Linked DNA regions of Mus musculus: region 1 is linked to region 2. A link is a contact called in public Hi-C data. All regions are on one chromosome and are shown on one strand. Each heading gives the region's core, a stretch centred on a gene start, on an enhancer-like site or on the middle of the called end of the contact. The rest is flanking DNA. Distances are from core to core; before and after follow the strand shown.

The links. Hi-C and Micro-C count contacts between places; a contact is called where the count stands out from the background.
Region 1: a contact with region 2 is called in a Hi-C map of the N1E-115 cell line, with 8 times the contacts expected there. The contact joins two enhancer-like sites. A contact is called at or near these places in 1 of 484 Hi-C or Micro-C datasets (the N1E-115 cell line) and 1 of 9 other capture datasets (embryonic stem cells).

Annotation. Positions count from the first base shown.
Region 1 is chr4:6,897,083-6,903,047 of GRCm38.p6, reverse strand. All of the region lies in intron 1 of Tox (thymocyte selection-associated high mobility group box), which reads left to right. Among named protein-coding and RNA genes, the nearest start is that of Tox, 91 kb to the left of the region's middle. Within about 2 kb of position 3,552, at least 8 of the 459 cell types and tissues checked have an H3K27ac peak or open chromatin away from gene starts, as enhancers often do. A contact at or near this core is called in the N1E-115 cell line, where this site is marked.
Region 2 is chr4:6,756,557-6,762,194 of GRCm38.p6, reverse strand. All of the region lies in intron 3 of Tox (thymocyte selection-associated high mobility group box), which reads left to right. Among named protein-coding and RNA genes, the nearest start is that of Gm11802, 59 kb to the right of the region's middle. Within about 2 kb of position 3,329, at least 1 of the 459 cell types and tissues checked has an H3K27ac peak or open chromatin away from gene starts, as enhancers often do. A contact at or near this core is called in the N1E-115 cell line, where this site is marked.

The sequences.
Region 1 (5,965 bases), core at 2,303-4,802, 140 kb before region 2:
AGCTCTCCCTACAGTCCAGGGCAGCATGGAGGGGAGGCCAGCAAGTGGTTTGTGTGCATCTGGACCTTTCGGTGTCACTCAGGAAGCCTGGAAAATCTTTCAGCAAAAATGCTCATGCCATTTACCTCAGCATGACCTCACAGGCCCAGCATCTTGAGTCTGTCCAAGGATGTTTTATCCACAGCGCAGCCCACCTTGAAAGTTGTTATTCTAGAATATTCTTTATCCTAGAGTGAAATGTGAGGGCTCTTCTGCGTCACCGAACCCAAGGGTTAAGGTCAAGGGTAAGGGCAGAAAGGGAGATCCTTCCAACGCCTGCCCTGCCTTCCTATGCAGGTGCTTCAGATGTTTTCTCTTCACTTAGACCCTTGTCCATGAAACTGACTCAGCTTCTCTGAGGAGCATGTGAGGCTGCCATTCAAGGACATCTGACAACTGCAGTTTTCCTTGGAACATCACCATGTTAGTTGTTAGAACAATTTCAACGGACTACGTGGCGTTATGAGTTCACACAGTCTTGACTTGCAACTTATGGTCTTAGAGAAAATTTTTAAAAATTTAGATTACTTGAAAACCTTTCGAAACTGAAGCTTTTATGCCACTAGGGAGTGCAAAGCAGTCAGGTGTGCTTAGCCTTTATGCCATGGTTGTTGGTACAATCGAGAACGCACACTCTCTCTTTTTCTTTTTGAGTGGAACACATGAAGGAAAGCAGTTGCGAGAGACGGAAACCAACTCTTTTTCCATTCACCTTATTATTGAGCTGTGGTTTCCCAGCTTCCGTTTCTGTTATCAGAAGATCTGAAGCAAAGCTTCAGTTATGCAGAGAGAATGAGTTAACATCTAATCAAGTAGGAAAATAGCTTTAAACACCTGCTCCGAATTTGTAATATAATATTCAGAATAATATGACCTGGTAAATTACAGTTTAAAACCAGTGTAAGAAGCATGTCCTATTATAATGTCCATCAGGCATTTAATACCATTGTTCTTGTTTATTTCGTTTACTTAAGTTATAAAGAGTGTGTCTCATTCTTCTGAGAAATCTAGCATCTAACAGGTGTTTAATAACAGCATGCCTCTATGAAAATTATCTCAAGGGCACCCTTAGCAAAGGAGAGCAAGTCATTAAATACTAGTTTTAAAGTGACCTCAAAGCTTTACAATTAAGCAGCAAAGCTCACTTGTTATGCCTGTCTCCCTCTAGGGGATGATATGGTGCCAGGGACAGTGTGTTGGTGTTTTGAGAGACACTGGAGAAAGACAAAGAAAGGCAAATTTCTTAGGGTAGTATGCAAGCTGAAGAGAGAGAGGGAGGGAGAAGGGAGGGAGAGAGAGATATTAAGACAGAGAGAGATAGAGAGACAAAGAGAGATGGAGAAGGAGAGAGAAGAAGGGGAAGTGAAGGAGGAGTGAGATCAAAGTACAGTGTGCATGGACATGGCCTTTCCAAATTCATTTATTTCCAAACACAGTAGTATGAGTCTCTAACCGCCTCAGTGTGATAGCAGCAGATGTTCATTGCAACTACTGCAGAAAGCAGTGACTGTAGTGGAAAGGTGCTGGTCCCCAGCAGCCTGATGGAGGTATCACGCCTCCCAGAGGTAAAAAGAAAAATGGACTCTTAAAGGAAAGAAGTCTGCCTTTCTCATGGAGGTGATTGTAGCTGTGAACAGTAAAGAAGCAATATAGACACCCTCAACAGTGTATTATCCTTCATGATAATCGAGGGGGCAGCTAATGATTTGAGTGGGAGAGTGACTCAGAAGTCTACCAGACTCACACTCTACTAAGCTGTAGGAGTCTCTTATTGAAAATCTGCATCTTAGGCAGGTAAAGAAAATAGAAAGGAATCATAGTAAAAATAATTTATTCATATATACATAGACTATTTTGTTGCACGAGCTTAAATTGCCTTTTCCACAGCAACCAGTTTGGATCCAATTGAATACAATAAATGTCTTGTGACAGTGCTTGCATTTTTGCTTTGTGATTTCGGGCAAATGCAGAAAGATTACTGATGCATTCCTAGTCCAGAAATATGGTCTCTATTGATTGCGTTGACATGATAAATAGCAGTTTTACATGTTAATATTTATTCAGAGATGCTATTGCATCTATTATGAGCGTAAGTGCTTATAGAACCATTTATTGACATTCATTTTTAGTTGAGCCTAAGTTATCATTAGTGGTCTTTCCATAAATAGGCATTTGACACTTGAATATATTTAATAAAATGCATGTGCTAATTGTATTTGCCTGGACTCACAAGTCATGTTTTTAAATGGGGAAAATTAAATTGATATTTTTAAGAAATAGATTATTTTTGTTTGGGAGAGAAGTTACGCAAATAAAGACATTTTGTAAGGTAGATGGTTTATTTTCTCCTGGTTATTGAAAACCAAATAAAACAAAAATCCAATCCTGTCATTAGTGCTTTAACTAGCATAATTGGATAATGCTTACTTTTACATTGTTGTATGTCTTAGCACCCAGAATAATTCACTGCACACAGTAGACATGTGGATATTAATTATAAGAAACAATATATTTAAAGAAGAAAATACCAATCTATTGACTAATTTCTGCTAAAAAGAAAAGAAATCTTGTAAATATGGATTTCTATAAATGAATCTATTATTTGGGTCATCAATATTAAACAGTCTGAAAATGGCTTTCTAGCATTTAACATTTAAGAGAATAAAACTGAAAGCTGCAGGTGGGGAAAGATCAGTAGCACCCAAGTATGTTTTGTATTTAATGCCATGGAGCAACAGAAACACTTCAGAAGGCTGACCATGAGTATCAACCTCACTGCAACAACAGGCAGTGTTCTGGTCTTTCCTTAAGCCATATGATTCCTGTATGCTCTGCATTAAAAGGGCTGCTTTTTTAAAATTGTCTTCCTAGCTTTCATTTCCCATATTTTACAACCATCTTCAGACTGTTTGTTTTTATCCCAGGGTTAGTCAGCTATTTATTTCATTAGTATTAAGTGAAACAAGCCAACAGATAAGGAACTGTCTTTTTTTAAATCTATGTCTTTTATAATCATTTCTTTTTTAAGTAATAAATTTACATTTTATAATTGTAATCATGAAATTGCAAATGAAATCAGTTCTAGAAAGATTAATTTAGTTGTGCTCACAGCTGTGAAGATTGTGGAAATAAATATCATTTTGCAATAATGTATTCTTGACAAAGGGCATAACAAAAGAATGATTTCTATTCAGAGATAGTGGGGTATTTATTTTGCATGTTGGGGGAGGGGCATTCGGAGCCAGCTTTTCAACCCTGACCTAGTTTTGTAGCTGCTTATTATTCAGCTATATGTTTGAGAGATTCCTGTAATTTAATTTGGCATCCACTTCTGCATGTCTGCACCTAGCAGTAGGGGCTCATGATATTAGCAGTGTCCCATGCTGAATTGTATTTATTTTAAAACATCCAAACTCTCTTGGAACTCAGAAAGAAGGCGTTAATGTTACTAGGAACCTGCCTGATTGCAGCCAGGCTATCCTGTCCCGAGCGTTGCCATAATTAGTAACCACTGTTGACATTTAGATCCAAATTGAATTTCCTTCTAATTAAACCCAGAGGGGGTTGATCCTCTCAGATGTACAGGTTAATAAAATTAGTCAGAAACTGTTAAACAGTAAGCTGAATTCTCCAAGAGAGCTCTCCCAAAGTATTGTTAAGAATTCTGTAATTAATATTAAAGGCATTCATTAAATTTGAATTGTCTTTTTCGGCTTTGAGTTGCATATGGTTTTGGAGCAGCTATTTCTTTAATTAGGCTTGTTTCCTTTGATAACTACAGTTATTACTAATTTCTCTCCATGTTTGTACATTTTGCATTATAAACACATAAATACAAATCCTTCATACTATTCCTCTGTGCATAATCATACCACCATGATTGAGGAAGTAGTTAATAAACAATAATAAATACTAAACATAAATACAGTAGTAGGATGTGGTCAGGGTCTTCCAGATGATGCTTGTCTGCTCTCTATCGATCCTTGTCTTTCTTTGCCACCAAGATTCTGATGCTTTGGTGTGGGCTCTCAGTGCCTATCTCACAGGAGGTTTCTATGCAATCTTCACAAGGTTAGATGTGGATAGTGTGAATATGGATGGCTTCATCTGCAGAGGGAGCTCAGACTCACTTCAGCTGCCCTGTTAGTTCATTCTATCAGGGTGGCTATTCTTTTCCTCCTTTCCAGAAGGAGTGGACAAGACCACACTCAAGTATGGGAAGTAGAAAGGACAGGAAATTGTAACATAACCAGTCCGGGAAGAAAGGGGAATTTGGTCATTTCACCAGGCAACATCCCATTTTTAACTAGCTTTAGATGTGAGGAAACTTTAGGGACGCCATGCCGATCAATTGCTGTTATAATTGTTGTATTTATGACCTTATTTATTAATATCTTATATACTCTACAGAATAAGAAGATATCGTTAACCTCCTGATCTTATAAAAGCCTTGTTTCAATATGTTAATATTACTTTTAAATATGATTTCTTAATAAATTGTGGTTTTCTAGTTACTCGGTTGAGATTTAGCTGTCATTGTGCATTTTGCATTGTAGACAATGATTGGCTTCTTCCCCTTTTACTCAACTAAAATACAAAGCTTGGGAGGGCAGAACAAGTCTCTTGGGACAGTCGATTTAGAAATAGATTACAACAGGATTTGTCAAGGTCACTTTGATGTTCCACTCCTCAGGAGAGAGATAAGATCATGAAAAATGTTCCCCAATTTCTATTCAAAAAGAAAGGAAGAAGACAACTTCCTTTTCCTACTTAGGTCCCTTAACTAAATTGAATTAAACAAAGACATTTTGAGTCACAATCAAATTCAGATGGAGAAAATTGGAGGCAGACTAGGGCCACCCATGAGTTGCTTAGATAGCCTTTAATGTTCAAAGCCTACAGTGTTTTAAACTAGGGAATTCTTTTGTCTCGTCTTGTGTTGAGACAATGTGGATGTTTAGCCCAGGCTGGTCGGAGACACAGATCTATCCACTTCAGCCTCCCCAGTGCAGAAATTGCATTCATACGACACCATGCCAGGATAAAATGATTCATTTCCACACTTTTATGAATGGGATACATTATGCAACTGATAGAAGCCCTGTGTGAGAAAATCCCAAACAGGGTGTCCTTTAACAGTTCCTTAGACTCCTGCTGAGTGAAAATGGTACTCTAGAAAGTGTGAACTACCAATGAAGCCTAGTGGATATTCTGGAACTGAGGCAACGCTGGTCTGCTAGCCATTGCATGGAAGAGAACGAGACAAAGAGTAACTAATTGAGCTGCCAGTACCAAGAGAAGTAGAGTTGCGTGTATGTGCTGTATATGCTGGTGAGAGCCACGGGCTTGAATGATTTGCCACCTGTCCTTCCTGAGCAGTTTATTTTGGGGTGCTTTTAACCTCAGAGACAGATGTGGATGGGGAAAGGACCCAATTTCTGGGACCTGGAGGCTCCTGGCAGCCTTTTGAGCAAGTCAGAGACAGGCATTTCACCTCAGTTTGTTTCCTTCACGTGGGAGGTGAGAGACAGTGAACTCTTCAGCCTCACTCAGATTCTGTCATGGCTTTAACCCAAGGAGAAAGCATGGTGTTCGCATGAAGACAATTATTTGAAAAGTGTGTTATGATCATGATCAATATTATATTACTGAAAGGTATCATTACGGAATGAATATTAACCCACTTCCCAGGTAGGGGACCATGATTGCCAGTCCAAAATGTCATTCCCAGAGAGAAACTAATATCCTGATTCTGGTTCTAAAGCTAGGTATGTCTTATCTTTCTAAAAATGAAACTAATCTTTGAGCTCTGCCATCTCCCAATCACAGCCAAGACAATGATACAGGTCTAGTTGTCCTGGACATTGATGGCTGAACAATGTCTTCTGCCCAGTTTTCCAGATCACACCCACACCCACCCCCACCC
Region 2 (5,638 bases), core at 2,080-4,579:
ACCTCCAGACATCCACATAGACTCCCTCACGTGCAAATACCAAAGGCTATCATATGTTGAATTAAGCATCATCTACTGGCATGTAGTTGAAGTTTAATGCCTTTATTTTGAAAGGTTGTACCAAATGCTGACCAGTGATAGGCCACCAGTGCTAATACCCAAGTACAAGTCATGTTCATGCATGTATGAGATTAAAGTAGGTGGAAAACAGCATTTTATACAGAATTAAATCTTTTTAATATAAGAAGCTGGAGAGATGTCTCAGAAGTTATAAACAGTTGCTGCTCTTCAGAGGACCCAGATTTGGTTCCCAGTACCTACATGGGAGCTCATAACCACCTGTGACTTCAGTCCCAGGGGATCCAATACCCTCCTCTGGCCTCTGTGGTTTCCTGCATTCACATGGTACATATTTAATACATACATACCAATACCCAAGCACATAAAATATAAGTAAACAAATTTAAAATTAATTTAATGTAGTAAGATCAGGGGACAGTCCTTGGTTAAAAGGGACATTACGCAGATGAGTATCCCGTGAGGGATTCCTGTGTGACTTTGTAGTATGAGCAACATCCCTAAATCTATGTTTTTGGGAATTTTTCCAATTACATTTATTTGCAATGGTACAAAAATTACTGAAATTTCTATGGGTCAGCATGAAAAAAGATTCTTGAGAGTCTTTCAAGTTTTCATAGCTTTTATAGTAGAATGCCAAAATTAACAAGTTTATTAGCAAAATTTCTATTCAGTCTTCCTAGGGCTAAATGATATAGAAATCCCATTTCATGCAGCATATTTCAACCCTGTTAGAAAGGATTTGAATACATGTTTTAATCACATAACAAAATATAACAGGCATAAACAGGTTTGGAAACTAACTTGGTTATTTATAGTTCACAGTTCAGCCTTTGAAGAATAAAATTAGGGTTAATTTCTCTTAAATGAATACATTATTCTGAAAAGGGTTTTGATTTAAAAAATTACTGTACTCATCTATAGAGAGAGTACACTAGATCTAGCTTCGTGTTTTTATCATGTCACATTTTAGAAGGGTACTTATGTCAACATTAGGAACTGGCATTGATGTATGGCCATCTTAAGTCCCACCACATCTGAATAGCCCTAGCCTCCCCATATGTCTACTTTTCATCCTACAATCTCATCTAGGATCCTTCATAGGTCATTAAACTCCAAGTTATGACCTATTTTCAAACTTTTCTTGTTTTTTTTTTAATTACTTCTTTTCTTTTCTTATTTTAAAGACAGTCTTAGAATTCACTATGCAGATTGGCCTCAGTCTTGGAGTGATCTTCCTGACTCTGCCTCCCAAGTGCTAAAATTATAGGTGCACACCACCACACACATAGCTCAGCCTATCACACCACAACTCCCTCTCTGTCTCCTTATAAGAAGGTGGGAAGAAGTATTGATTCAAACTTAGATTTTTGTTGAGAACAAGAGAACCCAGAATCTCTTGTTGTCTCCTAAGTTCCCACCAATACTGAGTAGAGGAGAAAGGCTCGGGTTGTTGAGGGGAAGAGAGCGCAGCTCAGTGGAGGCCAAGGCCAGGCTTCAGGAGCATCCCAGAGCATAGAGATCCTGCCTCGGAAACCATCAAGCTCTCTTAAAATTCTAACCTATTTTCTTTGGCTTGCCAAAAATCCTTTAGAATCTTCTATCCCTCATTCGTCCTGAGCTTCCTTAAGATTAATAAGGTTTATTCAGTTCTCGATTTCAGTTGGCTTGAAATAGTTCTGGATCAAGAGATTAATGTGGAGATAAGTTGTACCCTTTGAGAACAGAAAAACCATCAGTCGAGTTCTATTTCACAACAACCCTAAATATACAGCCGCATGTTCTTGGCTCAGTTCCGTGATGCTGATTTGTCTTTGATAGGGATTCTGTCTTTCTGGACTGTTTCTGAGTCCTTTAACATTTTCAGGGCCTTTGTCTGTTTTTCAGATGAAAATAAGCTAAAAGGTTTGGTTTTTCCTTTCTTTCCTTCATGCCTTCCTTTATAAAGAATATTACAATTTTCTTCTCTCTCTCTCTCTCTCTCTCTCTCTCTCTCTCTCTCTCTCTCTCTCTCTCTCCCTCCCTCCCTCTCTCTCTCTTTCTGTCTCTCTCTCTCTCTCTCTGTCTGTCTCTCTGTGTCTGACTCTCTGTCTCTCTCTTCCTCCCTCCCTCCTCCCCCCCCCCGTCTTTTTTTTTTTTTTTTGCCTGTAGACAGATCACCATCACAGTAATTGAGTTGGGTAAATTCAGGAGAGTGAATAGAATCTCATTTCCATTAAAAGCTACACTCGTGGGCAAAGCTTTCCAATTAGAATTCTATAGAACTGATGAGGCTTTGATATTCAGGACATACATAAGCTACCCTAGCCTCCTAGTGTGATAGCTAAGAATCATAGCTTTGCCATTTCCTCCTTCAAAACTCTTCCTTGCAACTCAAGCTTGCTATCTGTCAAATTCATGGCCTCTCTTTTCACTAGATTTTGTTGTCAACATGATTTTTCTTTTTAGAATGACTTGAGAGTTGTGAGAAATTCCTACATTTTCTAGATTGTTCCACTGCTGGAATCTGTCCCAGGTTTTTCTTATAGTTAGACTGAGATAATATATATCTGACCAGAAAACCGTACAGAACTGCCATTTTAATCACAAAAGAAAGAGAGGAGGGGGAGAAGAATGGGAAGGATAGAGATGGAGAGAAAAAGAAGAGAGAAACACGACATAAAGAAAAGGGGAAAGAGAGAGACAGAGAAAGGAGGGAAGAAGGAAAACATGACATGTGATAATCTGAAAACTACAAAACTGGCTCCTCTGTTAGTGATGGCCTCTGAGTTGACTGCAGACACTCAAGCGAGAGCCTGGAAGCCCTGGCTTCTGGAAACCTTTGACACTAGGCATTGGTATTTGACAGTTGATCTGCTCCAGACAGGGTGACCTAAGACAGCACCTCTGTCATCCTCATTACCCTGAGCAACCAGAACACATAGTGAAAGTGATGAAATCAATGACCAAGTTTTCTGAGGCTTTTTGGTTTTAATGTTGCAGGCATTCCCCAAAGGTCCCTGAATGTCTGCAGTGAGCCAGGCCTGGCAGGGATCCGAGTGCATGTGTTATGCCTGTATATCTTCATACACCACCACATGGGTGGCTGGGTCCTCTATAAGAGCAACAAGTGCTCCTAACCACTGAGTCTTGTCTGTAGCCCCAGAATCATTGATTATTGTCAACAGAGACTCAAACATACACTCATTTTGTGTAACCTGTATACTAAAGAATCTTCCAGTATCACATTGTTGTGAGTAAAAGGCCATCCTCATGTAAACTCCACTGTTTTTGCACTGTAACAATATCTCATCTAAACTACTCTAGGCTGAAGCTAAGTAGAACGGTGAGTTACACCATAAATTACCTAAGTAATCACTTTTTAAAAAATCCTTAGTATTTTTAAGGGATCTCTAACAAGGTCCAACAATGTATGTAGTAAAGATGTGCCATTCTACCAAAATTACCCAATTCTCACCTGGATATGGGGATGATCAAGAGAAGATGCTACAGATGGTGAGTGGATGTCACCCTGAGGTCTGTAAACATATTAAGTTGTTAAGACCAGAGAGGCAAGTGCAAGTGCTAGGTAGGCCTACAAAATGCCAACACCTTATTTTTAAATTGTCATTTGCTTTGAATAACTTTTGTTCATTTCCCAGACAGCAGGAATTTCTATGCCAGCATCCATGCCTGTTCTCCATCCTGCTCCATTGACCTGTTTGCTCTTTACCAATAGGTTCAGTCTGCAATATTTTGCCCTTTCAGCAAATCTTTGTGAATTCAACTTCAGATTATGCTGTGTGTTTGAGGTCCTTTGCTTTCCCCTGTCATTTCAGAGTCAGTACCTATAGAATTACTCATGGGGATTTCATTGGAATTTTACTGAAGCTATACATGAAGTTGAAAAGAACTTGACAACATCCAATACTGAGAGTTCCCACCTGTGAACACAGAGGACTTGCCATTTATTTAGATAACAGTTCATTTTCTTCATCAATAGCTTGTAATTTTCTATAAGACTTAGACATGTTTCCTTAGATTTATACCTAAGTATTGTATTTTTAGAAGACTCTTATAAATGGTGTTTTTAAATGTTCAATGTGCAGTTCTAGTGGCTGGCAAACAAAGAAGCATCACACCCTGCATATCTGTTATGTTCGCTTATTGTTTTCAGGTCATTTTTGTTGTTGATGCTAATTCTTTGTGATTTTCTATGTGCAAAAGTAAGCCATCTGTGACTAGAAAGTAATTCCTTCGTTATCTCTTTCTTTCTTTCTTCTCTTCTTCTTCTTCTTCTTCTTCTTCTTCTTCTTCTTCTTCTTCTTCTTCTTCTTCTTCTTCTTCTTCTTCTCCCTCTGTCTCTCTCTCTCTATCTCTATCTCTCTCTCTCTCTCTCTCTCTCTCTCTCCCCCTTCTATGTAACCAATTTCTTCCTTTATTACCTTAGGCCAGACATTCAATGCACTGCTTATTGGGGTGAGATGAAGTCCTTGTCTTGTTTCAAGTCTTATATGAAGTTTCCCATCACTGGTGTAATTTTAACTGTAGAGTTTCTATCAATACTGTTTTTGGTTTGGTTTGGTTTGGTTTGGTTTACGTTTTTCTTTTGTTTTTGGTTTTGTTTTTCAAGACAGTGTTTCTCTGTGTAGCCCTGGCTGTCCTAGAACTCACTCTGTAGACCAGGCTGGCCTTGAACTCAGAAATCCACCTGCCTCTGCCTCCCAAGTGCTGGAATTACAGGCATGTGCAACCACTGCCTGGCTCAATACTGTTTTTAAAATAGTATATTTTTATCAAGCTGAGACAATTCCTTCCCACTGAAGGTCTTTTATTGTTTTATCTTGAATAAGTGTTAGGCTTCACCATGTGCTGTTTTGTTTATACAGATGTGATCATATGATTTTTATACAGATGTGATCATATGATTGTTATACAGATGTGATCATATGATTTTTTTTTTATTTTACTGATACATCAGATTTTACAGAGAGCTATGTGAATGATGGTTACTCTTATACACCTAACATTCCACTTGATTATGGAGTATAAGTCTTTTGTGTAGTGTTGGATTAAATGTGTGAATATTTTATTGAGTTTCCATTTATGTTATTGAGAGACACCGGTGTATAATTTTTCTTCTTTATGCTCTTAAAGAATAAATTATAACGTCTTTTACTCGTTTCTAGCTTGGGGAGGCATTTCAAGAGCTCTGGTCCATTTCTTCCATAAATTTTGGGTAAATACCAGTGGCAAAGGTGATTTCTTTCATGGAAGATCATTAGTTACCATTCATTTGCTTTGATGGGTATTGGGTAGTTTATGTTATCTGTTTCTCTTAGTGAGTGTGTTGTTTGTGTTGATTTACTTCAGTGAATTTTGTATATCACATATATATATATATACACACATACATATATATATATATACATACACATATATATACATACATATATATCTGTATATATATATTCATTTTAAGCATGTTTGTTCACTTTCCCCTTTAATTACCCTTTTTGTGAATGAGTTGTCAGAACCCTTCTTTGTTTCTCATATCCACAGTTTGCCCTCTCACCTTTTT